Linked DNA regions of Anser cygnoides: region 1 is linked to region 2. A link is a contact called in public Hi-C data. All regions are on one chromosome and are shown on one strand. The core of a region is the stretch at or near the end of the contact, and the rest is flanking DNA. Distances in the headings are between cores, read along the strand shown. Region 1 holds the start of PNPLA7 (patatin like phospholipase domain containing 7). Region 2 holds the start of ANAPC2 (anaphase promoting complex subunit 2).

Evidence for each region. A called contact is a pair of places that touch in the nucleus more often than the background predicts.
Region 1: a contact with region 2 is called in a Hi-C map of fetal liver, with 2.3 times the contacts expected there. The contact joins the promoter of PNPLA7 here to the promoter of ANAPC2 in region 2. A contact is called at or near these places in 4 of 7 Hi-C or Micro-C datasets (fetal liver, granulosa cells and liver).

What each region holds. Positions count from the first base shown.
Region 1 is chr20:10,566,335-10,571,546 of Taihu_goose_T2T_genome, reverse strand. It overlaps PNPLA7 (patatin like phospholipase domain containing 7), which reads left to right and starts at 2,334. Exons shown (of 35, transcript XM_048056282.2): 1 at 2,334-2,732; 2 at 5,110-5,175. The coding sequence starts at 2,697. MRPL41 (mitochondrial ribosomal protein L41) reads right to left here and starts at 2,193. Exons shown (of 1, transcript XM_066980544.1): 1 at 1,540-2,193. The coding sequence starts at 2,048. The coding sequence ends at 1,641. DPH7 (diphthamide biosynthesis 7) reads left to right here. Exons shown (of 9, transcript XM_048056375.2): 9 at 1-66.
Region 2 is chr20:10,340,653-10,345,181 of Taihu_goose_T2T_genome, reverse strand. ANAPC2 (anaphase promoting complex subunit 2) reads left to right here and starts at 1,452. Exons shown (of 13, transcript XM_066980525.1): 1 at 1,452-1,744; 2 at 2,368-2,990; 3 at 3,513-3,645. The coding sequence starts at 1,661. It overlaps SSNA1 (SS nuclear autoantigen 1), which reads right to left and starts at 1,665. Exons shown (of 3, transcript XM_048053421.2): 1 at 1,537-1,665; 2 at 1,251-1,450. The coding sequence starts at 1,588. TPRN (taperin) reads left to right here. Exons shown (of 5, transcript XM_066980545.1): 5 at 1-348.

The DNA of each region.
Region 1 (5,212 bases), core at 1,085-3,584, 230 kb before region 2:
TTTGTTAAAAAAACGCCCTATTTTTGGATGTTTCTAAAATAAAATCAATACAAGTGATTTATCTTTCTTGGTTGTTCTGACTTTTTAAAAAAGCCTTTCACACTTTGGTTGGATTGTTGCTACATTTATAATCGCTAAACAACATAAAGCCAGTGTTGCTACACTCCATACTGATCTAAGACAAAAGAATTTGTTACTAAGAAGAGTGATTCACTGTCTTCAGTTGTGTGTCTTATTCCAGGACAAACTCCTGCAGAACACTACCGCTGGCATCATTCCACCACAAAAATCAGCTAGTTTCTCTTCCTGTTTCCCATCTTTAGCGAGTTAGCCCACCTGAGGACCTCCATTCCTGTCATGTAACAGCTCGGTTTCTTTAAGGGTGATTGGTGGTGTGCTTGTTCTTCAGGAGACCAAGTAGACAAGTATTTGGGGTTTTCAGCCCTGAATGCAGTCCTGCCAAGTGGAAGCAAACACAGAATCCCTCCCCGTCATCACAGCTCTATCCAGACTTGATGGTTTTGTTTTTACAAAACACTTTCAGGACTTATCTGTCAGTCTTCACTACAGACTGGATGCTCACAGAGAACATAGGTAACATGCATCTTTTCTCCAAACGTGAAAAATTTCATTTTAATTAAATTAGCTGATACTCAAGCTTTGCAGTACTTTGTATTTGGAAAGCCTCATAAAAAAAAAAAAAGTACCTTTGGGCAGTGCTACAGCCTCCACACAGATCTGTTGCATAGAACCATTTTATCAAAAACTAAGTACTTAAGTGCCAGGGGAAAAACCATGTTATCTCCAGCAATTTACTTAGAATTTAGCTATTTTTACTTCATAAGCAGTTCCACACAACTCTTAAGTGCTGCTTGTATACGTTGCATTTTATGAGTTGTAGGGCATTGCTCTTTCAGGAATCTATGTCAAAGACAGTTCTTGAGATGTATTTCAAATTTAAGCATCTATCTTCAAAGGTCAAGCACCTGCACTGCTAAGGAACAGTCACTGTAACAATTAACTGTATCTTGATTTACTTCAAAAGTGTAGTTTTAAGGCTTGGGAAAGCCTGGAATAATTGTGCCATTCAATATAAGCTACGGCTCCTGCTCAGAGAGCTTAGGGTAAAGCTTTGTTGGAGGTCTTATCCCTGTTTTAGGGGAACATTTCCCTTTACCTAGGGAGAAATTTATTTGAGCATTCCGCTTTTGGCTGTGCTTGCAACTTGCAGCAGAGCTGTGGCAGTGCTGACCAGGGACACTTCAATTGGAAGTGGCTCATTCCACAGCTCCAGACACTCCCGGAGGCAGAGGAGCCCTCCCTCGTTCCTGGAGGTCAGGCACATTTGTTTCTGCAGCCTGGAGAGAAACTCCCTCCTGCTATTACCAGCGTGTGGTCAATCAGCTCTTGTCTGACAGCAGGACACCCACACGTGCCGCTACACACGCGGTGCAAGCCAGCTAACGCCTTCCCTGCTCGCTGATGGGGAACAAGCTGCCAGTTCCCCCACCGCGATTTAAATCACACATTGCAGAAAGACAAAGCGGAAGGATCGGCTTTTAATACCCACTGAAAGAAACAGTCCCGGATTTGCGGGTGCAGGCCAAGTCTCTCCCACCACTGCTCACGGCAGCAGCTCCCTAGCGCACGTAGTTCTTGGGGAAGAGCTGGAAGAGCTTGCCTTCCTGCGTGGGCTCGAAGCCGTACTTCTGCAGGTCGTTGGGGTCGAAGGCGCCTTCCTTCACGTCCTTCTCGATGCGGGGCGCCACCACCTCGCTGAAGAGCAGCTTGGCCGTCAGCGGCGGCTCGGAGCCCTCGGGGGCGCGGTACGAGACGTAGGGCTTGAGCTTGAAGCCCGCCAGGTCGGGGACGACGAACTGCGGCACCATCTCCTTGACGAGGAGGAACTTCTTGCTGGAGGTCAGCACGCCCAGCTTCTTGGCCCCGCGGCCCTTGTTGTGGCTCCGGGGGCCGCGCTTGCTGGTGAACGGCGACATGCGGTCGGCGCCCCGCACCAGCCCGCGGGCCAGCTGGGCCAGCAGCCCCATGCCGGGCTCCTGCGGCCCCTCAGGAAGCGGCGGGACAGGGGAAGGCGGCGCCGGGCTGAGGGCTCCGAGCTGAGGGCTCTGTCTCCCGCCGCCGCCGTCTCCCGTCAGTGCTCGGCTCCCCTCACACAACCCGCACCCCGCAGCACCGCCCGCTCCCACTGGTCGGAAGGCACCGGCCAATCCGCGACGCCTATCTTAGCCTGCTCTCGGCGCGGGGCTGGAGGGGGCCAACCAGCAGCGAGGAGGCCGGCTGGGTGGGCGGGGCTTGCCGCTCCCCTCAGCGGCGGGGGCGGTGGCGACGGGCGAGGGGGCGGGGCCGGGTGAGGGGGCGGGGCCGGGCCTGGCTTCGGCCCCGTTCGGCCCCGTTCGCAGCGCGGGGGCTCCGGGCGGTGCCGGTACCGGTACCGGTGCTGAGCCCCCCGGCTGCTGCCGCCTGCCTGCAGCGAGGCTTTCCGTTTGGGAGCGTAGCGGAGAAGCGGAGCTTTCACAAAAAGCAGCCCGGGCCTGGGGGAGGTGGGCGCTGCGCGGCCCCCGCCCGCGGTTTCGGTTTTTTTTTGCCCCAAAACGAGTGCGGGGCCGGGGGCGGGGCGCGGTCCCTCCCGTCGCTGAGCTCGCCTTCGTCCCTCGGGGGCCCCGGCACCGGCAGGCATGGCCGAAGAGGAGGGCAACAGCAGCAGCCTGGAGGTACGGGGGGCTCCTGTGGGCTTTTGGCGTTTTTCTCTCTCGGCGTCGCCAGGACCCGGAGCGACGCCCGAGCACCGTCGCTCCGTGCGGTGCTGTTTGGGAAGAGCTTTCCCTCACGGGGGCTTTAACCCTCCGGACGTTTCGGGATCGGTCCCGCTCCCGGCGGATTGTACTTTACCGTTTTCCGATTTGTTTTGCCCACGAGCCGCTCGCTCTCGGCTCCCTCTTCCCAGCCGCCGGCAGCATGGCGCGGTTTCTACGTGCCCTGTGCCTGATCCTAAGCCGGCAGCTCGCGGCCCGGCGGGGCACTTGTCGCCCTTCCCGTAATGACACACAGGGCCCGCGATAGGAAATGGTCATTGCTGGAACTCAAAGCTACGTACGGCGTGCTCGTAGGCAGGTAAAAGGCGTTTTCTCGTGAAAATCCTGTATCTGTAGTCAAGCCGTAGGCATGCGGCCAGGTGTGCCCGTGAGCCACAAGGAAGTCTGGTGTTCAGAGGAATTCGGATTTAAGGTCCTGCTTTCTGCGCCGGCGGAGGCTTTGCACCCCTCCCTGTGCGGGGCACGGCTCCCTCCCTGCTTACCTTTGATTGCAATGCAAAGTTCCTAAGTTCTCGCTGGAGCTGCTTGCTCTGTGCTCGGTACTCTGGATGGGCGTGAGCGTTACTTACGTAGCTCTGTGTTTTTATCTACCGTGAAGTTTTCATTAAGAAAATGAGAATTAAACCTCGGGGAAAAAGCAGACAAATTATTTTCACGTCAACGCACACTCGTAGCCTATCGCCGCTTTATTTTCCCGTGAAGTGCCGGTCTTCTCAGGGATGTTCAAAACAAGTTTTGTGTCCGAGGGTTGTCTGAAGGCTTCTGAGGACTACGTGAGGTCCTTGAACACAGGTGCTGGTAGTGGAGGCTGCGTCCTGCAGCCGTGGGATGTTGTGGCTGTGCAGGGCTGGGGATTTAACAATTTCACAGCTGTCCCAGGGGCTGTCTTCTTATGAAGAACTGCTTACATGGCTCGGGTGCCTGTGAGGTCACATCCTGCTTGTTGGCTTTCCGTGCTGTTCCCAAAGGTTCACCAGTGCTTGAAAGTCTCCCCATGCTGTGGGGGGAATGTTGTTCACGCTGCTGTTGGTAATAAACCATGTACGAGCCTCTCAGTTTCTCCTGGAGGTCTGAATTTTTTCTTTCCCGTGCTGACTTTCTGTACTGTGATGGGAGGGCTCTGCGTGTGCGTGTTTTGGTTTGTCGTGACTTTGTTTCTTCTCACGTAGCAGCAATGTGACTGTCAGTTGGCAACTCCTGTTTTCCGTGTTATTTGAGCTCGTACAGGCCTGGATAGTAGCAGAACAGTGCGTAACCCTGACGCTGTCAAGGAGAAACAAACTAGGTGACCACAATGACTAATATTGCGAACTCACTGGGCTGTGCCACTCTGTATTGGTGGCTAACAGCTTTTCAACATTTTTTTTTTTTATTGTGACCTTTCACTGCCATCCCACTAATAACAGTCCGGCACCGATAACAGCGGTAGTTCGAGGATGTTGGGAACGTTGTTGGTACGCTGCGTTAAAGCAGTCTCAGAAGATAAAATCTCATCTGCAAGCATCGGCTGGTCAGGCACTGCAAACCCGGAATGAACTTTGATGAGGGAGACTCTCGTGGTTTGGTGACTCTCAGCGTGCACTTGCAGTTTACTTTTGGTTGCAAAGCTAAATTAAGACATCATCCGAATCTGGAACTGAGGGCAAAAATTGGCACCAAAAAATAAGATTCAAGTACTTGAAAGGTTTGAGTCAGACTTAAGACTTGCTGGCTGGTGTGTTCTTATACTCTTTTTAGTTTCCTACTTGTTCCTAATGTTTGGTTTGCTTTTTACCTCCGCTCAGGTAAGTTCTGAGCTGTAAAACTTACAGCTTTTATAACTTCCACATTTTTTCCCCAGAATAACAACAGTCAGGATAGGTTCCAGGACTGTATACCTGAGTTAGAGCTTTTACCCACGTGCATATCTTCCTGGTTTAAGCTGAATTTCATCTGCCACATGATTGCTTATTTTCTTAGTCTCATAAAAACGTAAAGTTCCACTCTTGTCCGTATTGCTCTGAGTAACATAGTCATCAAAAAAAAAAAAAAAAAGCTATCACCTCACTGTTTGACCCTGTTTTAGCATGGTTTAGGAACTGACACCAATATAGAACTCCAGTACTGGCCCCTCCTCACTGAATGTGTTGTGTTTCAAAGTGGATGATGGTTGAAAGAAAGACATTGGAAAATATAATCAAGTTGTACTGTGTATGGCAGAGCAGACACTGAGATGTTTTTATGGAGGCTTTTTGCCTGTTGTGGGAAACTAATTTCACTTTCCTTTTGGTGCTAGGCTGTGTTACCAGCAGGTGGAACGCGAATTCTTCAATTCGTAGAAGACAGAATACAGACTACTATGGTAATGTACAGCTTTAATCAACTGGATGAAAGATTGT
Region 2 (4,529 bases), core at 203-2,702:
CTGTAGTCCCAAAGATCATTTTTACACTCCTGTGAACTTGTGGAAATCATTAAGTGGTCAGAGAAGAGATGAAGGCAAGTGCCCCGAAGGCCGACACGCCACTAGAAGTTGGGATCTTGTCGTCTGTGTCCATGGAAGAATGCGGTGGATGGGGACGGAGTCCTGCGACTCATGGGCTGGGGGAAAGGCAAGGAGTATGATTACAGACAAGAGATGGAAATCCACAGGAAAGGAACTTTGTTACTTGTTTCTATTTGCAGGATGTCTGCATTTCCTCTCCTAACCACCTTGGCTTTTTACCTACTGTGACTTTGTCTTCTAATTTCAATAAACATGAATTTGTTTGTAGGATAGGGGGTTGTGACTTGTATCTCAGGGAAGGTTTCTTTTAGAACCTTTGCTGTTGTTTGTGTAGCTTTACAACAAAATTTCTAAGCTGTTACATTTTCTATGTGAGTTCTCCCCTTCACCCTAAACCATCAGGTCGTGAAGCAGGCAGAGAAATCAGCTCCAGCTTCATCTGAAAAACAGCTGCTGCCAGGAAGGCTGGCCAGAAGGTCCTGGCCTGAGGAGATAAGAGGATTCAACACTTATAGCAGTTGTTGCATTCAAAAAAAAAAAAATGGGGAAAAAGGAAAATTTAGGCAACTACCTGGAAAGATTCTTTTACTTTTTTTCAAAAGCTGATTGGAGTTTTATTTTAAAAGCGAGCTCAGCTGTTATCCTGTCAGCGGAATGAAGCAGTCCCTGCCCAACAGAGGTTACAAATCCAGGAAAGCTGAAGGGACTGAGCCATCCCACAACAGAAATGACAGCGATGGTCAGCCCTTGTGCTGTTCGCTTGCCTCCTGCCCCCTTACTGCTCTGACATTCCTGCTCTTTCAGTGACGATATGGCAGATGCTGCCTAATAGAAAGACGGAAGATGAGGTTACTTGAAAGTGAAGCAAAAAGAGCGTAGGCCAGCAAGAGCGGGGCCAACAGTTCTGGCATCGGTTTGTTGTTACCTGCTTGGATTCCTGGTCTTCTGGCCGTGTCTGCTTTCCTCCTTTTCCTTTCCCCTCTCCCCGGATGACAGTGTTGGTGAGGGGGGCCTTTTGTCAGGGTTCGGGGGCCCAGGGACCATTTCCCTCTATTTTCACAGCGTGCTGTGGCTTCCCCCGCCCCTGCTCAGCCGGGGGCAGCCCAGCAGAGCCCGCAGACCGCCCCAAATCCCCTTTCCTCCCTCAGGCAGGGTGTCGGGCCCGGTACCTTGCCGTAAGCCGCCTCCGTTTCGGCGATGCTCCTGTCCAGGTCGCTCCGTGCGGCCAGGTGCCCGGCCAGGCTCTCGTTGGTGCGGGCCAGCCGCTGGCTCAGCGCCCCGAGCCGGGCCTGCAGCCGGCCGCGCTCCGCCTCCTCCTCCCGGATCCGCCCGTTCAGCTCCTCCCGCCGGGCTCGCAGCTCCGCCAGCCCTGCCCGGCACGGCCCGGCCCGGCCCGGCCCGTCAGCGCCCGGCCCGGCCCGGCCCGGCCCCGCTCACCCGCCCGGCCCCGCTCACCCTCCAGCAGCGCCGCGTTGTAGCCCTGCAGCGCCGCGCCCGGCTCGCCCATCGCGGCTCCCGGCCCGGCCCGGCCCTGCCAACGGCCCCGCCGCGCTCCGCCTCTTCCTGCGGCGCTGCCCGCATGGAGCCGCCGGCGGGCGAGGAGCTCTCGGCGGCCTGGCACCAGCTCAGCACCGCCCTGGTGCCGCCCGCGGCCCTGGGGCTGGTGAGCGGGGGGCGGCCGGGGGCGGCCGGGGGGTGCCGGGGGCTCGGGGCGCCGCGGGGGGGGCGCCGCAGCCGCCCTCGTCTTGGGGCCGGGGGGAACCGGGGGGGAGCCGGGGGAGCCGTGGTGCCTGAGGGGGTCCCGGGGTCCGGCCCCGGCCCCTCTACTTTCGGGTCTGGTTTTCTGTTCGCCCTCTCGACGTGGCCCCAAAGCCCTCTGTGATGAGGTGCCATGGCCCCAACGCCCTCCGTGACGAGCTGTGTGGTGGAAAAGCGGCCAGAAAGACCGCTGCTTCCTCCCTCGGTGCTGCAGCTGTCTGCCTGATTGCTCCCTGCGGAAGGCAGTTTTGGGGTTTTGTTCCAGGGCCTTGTGTTTTGGGGTGGCACATGGCACCAGCCTGTGCCTCCTGCAGCAGCCGCCGACGGGGACCGCGGTGGGTGGTGGCGTTTGGGAATGGGGCCTCTGAGGTGGATGGTTGGCTTCCAGCAGTGGTCCGAGACCCTGGCCTGGTGCTGTTCAGCAGACCTGCGTGCATTTGGTCTCCACTCCTCAGGGCCAAGCGGTCTCTTCTGCCACAGATCTACCTACAGAAGTGTGCTTGACTTGCTGTCCCTTCTGCTTTCCAGGCAGCACCAAGGTCTGATCCTGTGGGGCCGCTGAAGGATGCTGACCTGCGGGCTGCCCTGGAGGTGCTGCGCTGTTACGACCTGCACTCGATCGTGGAAGAGTGGTTCATCGAGGTGCTGCAGACGGACCTTCAGGCAAATATAGCTCCTGAGTTCTGGAACTGCATTGGCCAGTATGAAAACACCGCGGAGGAGCCTCAGTGCTCCTCACTCCTCCTGGACGCGTTTTGTCTTCTCAAGTGCCGCCTGGACCCCTACCTAAACAGCCTGGAGCTCCTGGAGAGATGGACCAAGGCGGGCTTGCTGCTGGGGACAGGCGCTCAGATGCTGCAAGAGAAGGTCTACACCATGTTCAAAGCTATCCTTTTTTTCTCCACCACAAAGTCCTTCCAAGAAATGATCCAGCAGTTCTATAGCCGCACTTTCCGGATATACATGCGGCAGTGGAAGAAAGGAGAAGAAGGAATGAACGAGTGTGAGAGCAGCATGAGTGAGAACGAGCAAGAGAGTGATACGGAGGAGGGCGGAGGGGAGAGCCAGGTGTGCGCAGGCTGCGGCAGTAAGAGGGAGCAGTGCTGGTGTCCCAAAGCCATGGAGCAGTTTCAGCAGCTCAATGACATTCTGTACGTACGTTATGGGCTGGTGGTGTCTCACAGAACGAGCAGATAGTCCAGGGAGGGTGGCAGCAGCAGGTCTTGTTGTGTCTGAAAACTGGAGGAGTTGTGCATGGGGTTACGCAGGCAGTGACATAGTACCACCTAGGAAACTTCACACAGAGTTTCTGTGGCTGCTGGCTAGCTGGTGGCTGAACTGGAGCAGATTTTTAGACTGAAGCTGTTTTTACTGGCTGTGGGAATATCACCGTCTTTTTTAAGGCCTTCTGTCCCAAAGAAGCAAACTTCTCTAAATGAAAAAGCTTTTGATAGCTAGAAAATAATGCTTCTGAATAAGATGGGATAGCAGTAGTTTCATCTATCATATATGTAGTGCATCTGTGCAGGCTCTCAGAGCATTTAAATTAAGAGCTGTTCGTACATCCATGGACCACGCAGGGAGGTCGGTGCCTTCAGTTAGTTAGATTTTCTTTATTTGCTTGTACTTTCGCTTTTGGTCACTCTGAAACAGGTCTCTGTCTGTGTCTGCAGCCGCCGGTTGAATTTGCTGGAGAGAGTGAGCGCCGATGCTGTCACAACCATCTTGCACAGGATGATCGAGGAGAGGATGGAGCAGAGATGCAGGGGCGAATATGAGCACTCTTTCCTGAATGAGTTCCAGGAGGTGAGGAAGGTGTGGGGGCAGTCAGGGCCCTTGCTCTGGAGATGTGGAGCTGCTCCTGTTACTGGTGTAGCTGCTCAGGTGAAATTCCTGATTCTCCCTGAAAATGCCTGTTCCTGGGCTGTGACTTCCACTATCCCAGGCAGAAGAGGAGTGGTTAAAACTTTCCATTTTGATTTAATGTTACAGGAGAATGTTTGCTCTGACCTATGCATAGCACACCGCTAGATTTCACCTGGTGATGTCCCTATTAACAAGGGAATTTCTGTGGTTCTGTTCTACAATCTATGTGAACGTGAAGTGCCACCTAACCTGTAGAAGGCCCTCCCTGTGTATAGGTGGGCCCATAACTTCAATTTGTGCAGCTGTTTTCTCTTCACTTTCTAATTTTTCAGCATCCCTTTAAATCAGGAAGCAAGGATGGGAGATAGTGTTCTGGTATTGATTTCTCCAGTGGGCTGCATACAGAATTAAAATCCTTCCTTGCATCTATCCAGTTCTTTTGCTGCTACCTTAAACCGAGTTTGTGTTATTTGCTCTGTATGACCTTAAAATTCTTCTCAGAGTTATGGCTCTTCTGGGATACGGGCTCTGTTCTGCAGGCTTGCTCTGCACTCTTTGTTCCTTGGTGCATGCCCTTGCGTTTGCCTGCGTTGAAGAACAATGCGTGAGGTCAGGTTGCCATGCGAACCAGGCTGCTCTGCGTGGTTGTCCCAGTTTCCTCGCTGTTTGTCATGCTGGCCTTTTTTGTTGTCTGCGAACAGCGGCAGTGATTTGGAATTTTCTTCCCAGTAGTTGCTGCGCAACACTTTCTTTTTTGGCCCTAGTGTAAAATGCTTTCAGGTAACCTGGAGACTGTTTAAGGACACCAGGGAAAATGCAGCTGC